2 separate regions of the Gossypium hirsutum genome follow, and region 1 is linked to region 2. The links are chromatin contacts, called in public Hi-C maps. All regions are on one chromosome and are shown on one strand. Each heading gives the region's core, a stretch centred on a gene start, on an enhancer-like site or on the middle of the called end of the contact. The rest is flanking DNA. Distances are from core to core; before and after follow the strand shown.

What was found. Hi-C and Micro-C count contacts between places; a contact is called where the count stands out from the background.
Region 1: a Hi-C map of leaf shows a contact between it and region 2, with 2.2 times the contacts expected there. The contact joins the promoter of LOC121210003 here to the promoter of LOC107913371 in region 2. A contact is called at or near these places in 9 of 34 Hi-C or Micro-C datasets (callus, hypocotyl, leaf and 1 more).

The regions. Positions count from the first base shown.
Region 1 is chrA11:35,820,696-35,825,605 of Gossypium_hirsutum_v2.1, forward strand. It overlaps LOC121210003, which reads left to right and starts at 1,252. Exons shown (of 4, transcript XM_041082062.1): 1 at 1,252-1,314; 2 at 2,684-2,751; 3 at 2,836-2,905; 4 at 4,853-4,910. The coding sequence starts at 1,252.
Region 2 is chrA11:35,302,056-35,307,070 of Gossypium_hirsutum_v2.1, forward strand. LOC107913371 (RNA-binding protein L) reads right to left here and starts at 2,794. Exons shown (of 10, transcript XM_016841937.2): 1 at 2,306-2,794; 2 at 2,167-2,229; 3 at 1,897-1,981; 4 at 1,709-1,774; 5 at 1,419-1,491; 6 at 1,185-1,230; 7 at 578-660; 8 at 442-511. The coding sequence starts at 2,677.

The DNA of each region.
Region 1 (4,910 bases), core at 2-2,501, 520 kb after region 2:
TTTATTATTTGGGCAGAGAACTATTGATTTGAATAATTGATACTAGTCATGGAGATTGATAATATCACCATGGTTTCTTTTTCCTTTTAGCAAATGATGCCATGCATAAGTGAAGTGAACTTCTAAAGAGGCCTATTTTTTATTGGTGTCTAGACTCTAGACAAGGCTCCTTTCACTCACTTGAAATTCATATCTAACAATTCAAGCATGTAGATTGTTGGAATATGTGTGTTTTTGCACTATCTCATGCATGAATATTAAGCTTTATTTACTAAATAAATTTAAGACGGTGCATTACCAAAGAGGGAAACTTCATGTAAATATTAATTGCCAATATTTCCAAATACTGGCAAACAGAAAGTAAGTTGTTTCTCTGCAAAAGAGACATGACCAGAAATTAGTGGAGATATATTACACAATCTAAAGTCAAAATAATTAATTAAAGACCATTCATTATTATCAATTTCTTCTAACTAGCAATGGTAGCCAATGAATTAATCTACAACGTGCACTATACAGCAAGTACATTTACCAATGATATGCAACAAAATAAGAATATTATTGTGTTAACATTGCTTGATTTATGGAACCACCTAACAATAACCTCCGCCGACACCAAATAGAAGCATTCAGTGTTTTGGAAGTATAAAGTAAACTAAACATTGCATACATGAACACAGAGCAGGCATTCAGGAAAAGGAAAAATATTTGAGATAGACTTTCATGAAATTTCTACCAAAACCAAAAAATTTCTTGTTATTCTCTCCTAAACAACTTATCAAACTTACCATATTATGAAACTTAAGTGAACCATAATAATTTAAGAAAGAACTATCAGATTTTTTAAAAGAAACAACAGTTACTTACATAGAGAGCTATTTGCAAGCACTGTGTGACTTCTCCAACTATATCATCATCAACAAATTGTGACAAAACATATATCATTTGCCAAGCACGTACTTTTTGTCTATGGGTCTGTTGAAATATGATAGGACAGATAATTAGCATTCCGATCAATCTAAAACATAGAATTAGAAACCTGAAGACAATGAAGAGAAAAGTATCAACTACCACGTTATACTTCTTATACAACTCTTTTGCAAGCTCCTTATCATTTAACAACATAAAAAATGAATGCCATGAGAACTAGAATCCAAACATTTTCTAAGGAGAATTTTCTCCTATAAATAAATGCAGAAAAGTAGAATGTACTTTCTTTTTAAGAAATTTTGGATTGAAAATCCTTTTGCAATGGACAGAGCAGCATCGACGGAGGAGACAAAGATCAATGGCAAATGCACTGTCGACGGTGAGGCAATAGACGGATGACTTGATAGACAACCAGTAGCAGACGGATGGGAAAGAAAAAAATAAGTTAGGGAATTAGGGAAAAATTAAGTTAGAGATTAGAGGAATAAGGGTTGGGGGGTTAGCTATCAAAACTGCATCATTTCAATATAAATTAAAAAATATTCGCAGCGTTGGGCAAAAGCTGTTATTGCTTTACCTTTAGCGGCGTTTATGAGAAAAATGCCTCTATTGTTTTTAACATTTTGCGGCATTTATGAGAAAAACACCACTAACGCTACTCTCATAGGTGTACCTTTAGCGGCGTTTATGAGAAAAATGCCTCTATTGTTTTTAACATTTTGCGGCATTTATGAGAAAAACACCACTAACGCTACTCTCATAGGTGTACCTTTCGGCGCGTAGCAGAAAATGTCGCTAAATATGTACTATTTGCGGTGCTATTTCTACAAACGCCACTATATATCGACTTATTGCGGCATTTTTTGGTTAGCGCCACTAATGGTATATATTTGTGGCATTTTTCAATACAATCGCCGTTAAAAGTTTGACCTTTACAGCGTTTTCGATCCAAACGCCACTAAAAGCTTAATTTGCTGTAGTGATGCTTAACTTGTCTGCCTTATAACTTATGAACTAACAGTTTAAAATTAAAATCGTGAATTGTTTGTTTCGTAAATTTGTCTGCCTTGTAAATTTGCCTATTTAGCCAAATTAAAATCGCCTTGTAACTTGTTTGCCTTGTAAATTTGGCTATTTAGCCAAATTTTCCTATCTCAGGTGTCCCGAACTAATTCTGAATATAAAGCATGCCTAAGTACATTTTCTTTTGAGTTTTTTGTTCTTTTTTCTTTTGCATTTTTGTTTTGTTACTTGAGGACGAACAACAAGTTAAATATGGGGGAATTTGATCTACCATAATTCGTGGTGAAAAATTAAGTTCTTTCCGACATTTAATGACCTTGTTTTCGACATAATTTAGTATTATTTTGATTAGTTTTATATTTTAGACTTTAATGTTTAATTTTGGTCAAATAAGTATTTTTACACATTTTTAGGTGCTTCGATGACCCATTAAACCAATTTTAGCCTAAGGTATGACTTATGGCCTACCTAAGTGTGCAAGATGTTGTTTCAGTCTAAGGAACACAAGGGACGACTTCAGTATCATGACACCAACATGCAATGTCGCAACACCAAACATCGAAGTTACTAGGGATGAAACAGAGGCAGCATCGCGATGAGAGGGGCTTTGACGTCGTGACAATGCGACATAAACTTGGATAAGTGAGGTTACATTTTGGCAACCAATTAGGGTTTCTTTGTCCCGTCAAATCCTACTTGCTTCATGGGTATTTAGCTGTGAAATAAAAAGGCTGCTGATAGCAAAGAGGAAGATTTAACTGGTGCTAATTTGGCCGATGACAAGGGTGATGATTTCTTGTTTGTGTCAATAAGTAAAAGCTCCGAGCTTACATCCGAGTGGATCCTAGATTCGGGGTGTACTTTCCACATGTGTCCCAACAGGGACTGGTTTTTCACATACAATTCAGTTGAAAGTGGAGTTATGCATATGAGGAATGGTTCACCCAATAAGGTAATTAGTATTAGTACTATTCAGCTCAGGATACACAACGGAACAATTAGGACACTGTCAGATGTCAGACATGTGCCTGACGTAAAGAAAAATTCATCTCCTTGGGAAATTTAGACTTTGAAGGGTTGTAGAATTAACATCGAGTCAAGCGAAATTAAGGTATCCCATGAGGCTCTCGTTTTGATGAAAAGTAAAAAAATTAGCAGTCTTTATGTTTTGAAAGGATCAATGGTGACTGGTGAAACAAGACGTCCTTCATCTGTTAAGGAATCGAAGTCGACTTGTTTGAAGCGGAAACAACTTGGTCATAGAAGGGAAAAATGTATAATCGTTTTGTATAAGAGAGGTTTTCTTTTGGATGCGGGTTTTGAAAAGATAGGTCATTGCATTCATGGAAATCAGACTCGGGTCAATTTTGATTTGGTAGTGCACAAGTCGAAGACTAGAAGTCTTCCAACTTCGAAGCACAGCTTCGAATCAATTAATATCATGCATAGTTTGATATATACCTGTGGCAAGCTTTGGCAAAGAATGAGTTGTGGAAATACGAGTAAAGGTGGATATTTTTGGAGTATGCCTCACATTTTTTGTCGAAACAAAATTGACGTCCTTACGAGGAAGAGGTGTCGTCTCGATGATGCGACCACCGATGTCTTGATGAGAAGAGACATCTTGTCCCAACAACACAATGAAAGGCATCTCGAAAAGGCAGCAGCCATGTCACGACGAGGCGACATGTTATGCAATTTTCTCGGTTTTCTTCTATTCAAATTTTAATTATTTGTCCCAGTCAAACTCTAATTAGTATAAGTTATTTTAATATTATTTGACTTACGAATTCAGCCTATAAATAAGTCATTTTCCACCCTAGAAAGATAACCCATTACATATTTAGGTATTAATTTTTACAAGCTTATAAATACGCAATCTACTAGGATTGTTGTTGGTGGACATCTGTACATAGCTTCAAGCCAAGTCTTCAATAACCAAATAAACGTTTCTCCAATTTAATCTCGTAATAATGCACATTCAAATAAAATAGATTGATAATGATGATTCATTCAGACCAGTAAACAAAACAAATGACATCCTATATTTATTTATTAAATAAATAAGATAAAATTCTACCGTATCATCAAAATGCTTATAAGTCATTCCAGATCTTGCATTTATCCAAAAACAATTTGCAATGCAACCATTAACATCAATTTGAAGAGCATAGAAAAAATCTGATTTCTTTTATTAACAATCATAAAAGCAATCCAACAGTATGTGAACATCTCCTTTCTCCAATTGCTTGTGCCTTTTACAACTTAAATATTTGAAAAGTTATAAAACCCAGCCCGTTAAAGCTTTGGTTGCGGTTTAGACCAAACGAGGGCGCTTTGGTTCGTTAATTGTAATCGTAAACCCGTTATTACAGTTGTTAGTTTTTTACCCTTAATTGCCTGAGATTGTTCTTCGTCTTCAATACAATTTCCAGCAAAGGATCCGAATTCGAGTAATGTTTTTGTCTTCAAATTAAAACAAGTCGCTACTCTTGATTATGTTTGCAGTGCAATTTCATATATATATTTTTAGGAGTAATTTAAGCTTTGGTTCAAGATTTTTTTTAATTGCCTTATCGAATTATGAAGTGCAGGTGCTTATTTTTATATATATAAAAAAAATGCATTTCGTATTGAGAATTGATTTCAAGAGCAATCAAGAAGTAGCTATCATTGAAATTGTTAGCTTTGAAAGCCTCGAAGCTTTTATAATTCTTTATGGTTCGGTTGGCTCAATTGTTGTTGTGGAGAATTTAGAATTATTTCCTCTGGCTCCATTTGGTTTTTAGTTTTTGCTATTTACATATAAAGCAAAAAGTCCATTTCGAGTATGTAAAGAATTATAAATGCATGTTTTCTTGGATTAGTTTTTTATTGATTGCTTAAATCTGCATTGCAGGTCATTGCTGATTTACTCAATAATTTTGGATTTCTGTCATTTGTTCAGATTACTGTTG
Region 2 (5,015 bases), core at 1,544-4,043:
TCTTTATAGGTAAAGAAAAAAAATACTCATTCATCACTCCTACTTGCAATGCTAAGAGAAGCGGAGATCATTTGTTCATGCAAATTACAGAGGTTCACAAATTAATGAGCTTTATGCATTCAAACGCCGTATGTCAAAAACCGGAACTTAAATCTGGCCCAAATCACATAGATTGAAAATTGGTCTCACTTCTTCACAACAGCCAACAAAAGGAAAAAAGATGGCCTTTCCGAAAATACACAAAGCCTATCCCTTAAGCCATAACTAGATGAAGTATAACACTTGAGCACCTTGCACATTAAGCTAGAACAAGTGCATTATTCTTATTTATCAAATAGAACTGCTAGTTTTTTCTCAAGTATTTTAGAGAGAGAGAGAGAGAAACGAAGCAAACAAAGAAGCGAATAGACACAACATAGAAACAAGAGAGGAATTACGTACCTGGAAATCAACAAATGCAACTGGAGCTCCATACGTACTCTGCATTTTCAACTTCAGAAACCCAGGGCATCTGACAGAAGAAACAGAAAGTTATACACAATGAGCATATTTTATATGGCAAACTATCTCCTTTTACCTTGAAAATACTTGAATTAGTTCCTCTTCTGTACAACTTGCCCCTAGATTAGCCACAAAAAGTGTCGGACATGGGCTAGCACTCTGCAAAAGTGAGAGACTGTAGAATTATTTTGCTAATGTATATGAGAAAAAAGGGCACTCTAATAATACTTTGCCTAACAAGTTAAGTTTCATTGATAAGATTCACTAAATGATTGAAAAATGCAACCTTTTACTGAACACTTAGTTTGTTTCTCTTCAAGGTTTATTTATTAACAGGCTCAAATTATTTCAATTGCAACCATGATTTGTTAGTCCGGGTTTATCCTTCTACACTAGAATTCTTTCAGGAGCCCTATGGGCTGCCAAGAAGAAGAAAATGGGGTGATAACAAACTAGGTGACAGTGCTATGAACGTGCCAGCTAAATTTACATCTAAATGAAAGATCTGATAACTATTATTTCCTAGGTAGGATGCTTGGTGACAAAAAAACAAATGACATTTTAACCAGGAAAGATCTAGAGACTGTTCCCCATAAAATCCCAAACAAAAGGAAAAAAATACATGGCAACTCACTGATGTATTTTTATTCACAAGTTCAAGCAAAAAGATAGAAGCATTTTACCGATTTCATAGCTGTGGACTCAGCATTGGCATCAACATTTCCCAAACTGAACGGTTGCAAAAAAAAAAAAAAGTATTAGAGAAGCAAAAATCTCAAAAGAAAATCCTTTACTTCAACACTGGGGAGCAGGGCATGAGCCCTAGACCTTTCATTTAAAGTAAACTATGATGTGCTAAGTCATCTAGAAGCAATCACTTCCAAGGAATAAAAATGTGCTCAAGTAGTGCAGATGACCTTTGTGCAGGTGGATAACGAATCATGCTGTAAGCAGAATTACCCATTCCAGACACGTGAACGCTTCCAAAACCTGCTAGTGTCCAAGCGTGTAAAACATGTGCAATGTGAGCTTTAGGCGAATGTGTCCTCCATGTGAGTAACTAATTTATACTTCAAGTGTAACATCATATGAACAATAGACAACATGGATTGAGTAACTTAACCACATCAACCAGCAATGAACACAAAGCTTAAAAGATTGTGGGAACACAAAAAAGTCCAAGCAGAATTCTAGGAGATTATCTTACACGAATCACTGGTAGACCTCGAAAATGATCCCCTCGATTTCTTATTAGAGCCAGTCCATTCTTCATCTATTTGCCATAACCAAACCAAGTATACATTATTCACTATTCAGGTTCAAATTGTTTCAAACATACAGATGATCATATTGCTGAAAATTAAATTAAAAACAAGAAACAGAACAGGCATCAACCTGTTCTAGGGTGCTTTGATCGGGAATTTGATTTCGCAAAATCAATGAACAAAGTTGATCCTTTCTCAAGATCAAACACCATTCCCTGTAAAACAAGGTGCCAAAAGATGGGGCTCTCAACCGATTTCTAAAAGAATTTCCAATGCCAATTTGGTACTTATAAACAAATTCAACTATTCAAAAAATTACCATAATAATTAATCATTTATAATAAAAGTTACGAGTTCGGAGTAGAAATTCCAAATATGATAAAAGCATAGAAGTTCTTACATTAAGCGCCTGCATCGCGGCGAGCGCAGACTGTTGGTCGGAGAAGACAGCAAAAGCGAACGGCTACAACAACCCCAACCATACAATGTCAACGATTATAAAAAATGAGATTCTTAGAATTAATTTGAGAACAGAGGACCTGAGAATTTTGGCAGGTATTGGGGCTCCGAAGATGAGATGATTCATAACCGGGAAATTCGCGGAAAATATTGTAAATCTCGCGGGGCTTAATGTCTTCGGGAAGGCCGGCGATGAAGAGGGTCCGAACGGAGTCATGAGAAGAATAAGCAGCGAGGTGAGGAAGGGAATATGAGGCGAAAGGGGGTGGTGGGGGCAGCGGAGGTTGTTGGTGGGGGATGTAGGAGTGGTAATGGAGGGCAGGGGCAGCAGCACCAGGAGGAGGAGGAGGTGGAGGCGGCGGCGTCACAGCAGGTGGAGGGGTTTGGTAGTAAGGGTAGTGAGGAGGGAGAAGGGCTGAGGGTGGAGGATAGTAGGCAGCCATGTCGTCCATAGCTTTTTTCTTTTGGTCAAATGGCACCGGCCATTGTTAATGTTATTCCCTGTGTTTGTGTCCTAATAATAATAATAATCCAATTAACTAAATTCTTTTTTAGACCTAAGCAGCAGAAAGACAATGTTGGATGTCTCAAATATTTAATATATGAACTCCTATGCCTTAAAATTACAAGTAAAACCATATTCCAATCTTTATTATTAGTTCATGGATCCCACTTAAACCATGAACTTTTATTATCTTCTTAATGTTTAATTGAGTTTATTTCATAAATTTTATTTATGTTTTAGTGTTAATTAATTTTAATTTATTTAATTAAGTTTAATTGTTAATTTTGTATATTAAGGAATATAAATTTATGTTTAATTAAGATGAATGTGGTAAATATTTATTTTGAATATTATTTAGATGAGTAAGTTGAAACATGATTTAATTTGATAAAAATTGAAGGATTAAATTGTAAAATTTGTAAATTTTCGAATTCTAAGGGTTTGAGTAGTGAAATCTGAAACATTGAATAGTAACTAAATTATATGATTATGGAATATGAAAATTTGGAAAGTTAAGCATGAAATAGTAATGTTTGAAACAATAGGGGTTAAATTGTAAACATTTCTAAACTTGAGTTTTAGGACTAATTTACATTGTTTGAGATTTTACAATTTTGAAAAATAGAATATGAAAGCTTAATTGTTCAAAAATCAATGGCTATTTTTTGAAAATTTTAGTTGTAAGTACTAAATTATAAAACCTAGAAATTTTAGAAAAGGGAAAATTTTATAAAATTGTACAAAACGAGGTTTAGGACTGAATTGTAGAATAAGAAAATCTATTTTTGAGGAATTAAATTGTAGACTAGTAAAAATTTGGATTTTTTGGATTAAATTGTAAAAAATATAAAATTAGAATATAAGAGATTGTTTTCTTTGACAGTGAGGAGAACTTCTCTTTTGTTGCTCTGAAAGCTTCCTTTTTTGTTTCTTTGACAATGAAGATAGTGAACAGAGCCTTATCAGTTTGAAAAATGTCTTACGGAAAAAAATTTAGTTAGACATTTTCCTTAAAAAATTTTTTGATTTTATCCTTTTTTTGGAGAATAATTTCCTGTAAAAAAATAAAAATATTTTACGAAAAATATTTACATGTAAACAAATTGACCTTAAATAAAAATAATTCTAAAATTATTAAATGTTAACATACTACACTTATTTAAATAAGTCCTTATACTATTTTTTGTAGCTAAATAAATAGAATCTAATCTATAATTTTTAGCATTTGAATATTAACAAAAAAAATATTTACATTTTGTAAATAATTTAATAAAAAATAATTTATCAAGGTGAGACTCGAATTTAACATCCCACAATATTTATAAAGATAATATTATAAAGAAAAATTGTAGATGATAGACTAATTTTAAGAAGTTAAATAAAAATAAACATATCCATGAGTTGAGCAACTTTTTTGATTTAATAGGTTTGGTTCAAACTCGGGTAAGGATTTTCAAACTTCAAACCAGCCTAGCTAGGCCTAGTTTTAATTTTAAAATTAAATAAAAGAAATTTAAATTTAAATTTTATTATAAAATATATTATAATTACTATGAGAAATAATATAATTTCTAGTCTTTAAACTTGATAACAACTAAACCCACTTTGATATTTGAACTTAACAAGTAGATTTATTTTGACCACTAAACTTAAAAAAATATAAAAATTTGCTAACATGCCCCTCTAATATTGTGCGACATTATTATTTAAAAATTAAAACAAAAAATTCAAATTATAACATACAATCTCAAAATATTACATAACCAAGTCAATGGTTAAACTAATCAAATCATTATTTCGCAATTCAATCAACTCGATGAGTTCAATTAGTAGACCAACAAAAGATATTAAATAAAAAAAATTATTAAATCGATTTAAACTATTCATCTACTAATTTTTATCCTAATTTTTAATTTTTATTAATTTTGAGCGAATTTCAAGTTAATTGATTTTACCTTTGGTTTGAGCAACCGATACAATCTTGTCGCAAACACACTACCAAATTTAAAGATTACCAAATTCATGTAAAAGAGTAGAGGAACCTAAATACCAAGTTCATCCCTTACTAGTAATTTTAAAATATTTCAATAATACTTGACAGTTAAACTGACCAACGTGCAGGCTATAAAGACAAGTGAACCCCATAAAAGGACAGGATCGTACAAATGCTAAACACTAATAGAAAGGCAATTGTATATACTTGGGATAGAACTCGTTTCACGTCCTGGGCATTGAAACAATTGGCAATTTCGAGTACTAAAAGCTATTGGCATATTTATTTGAGA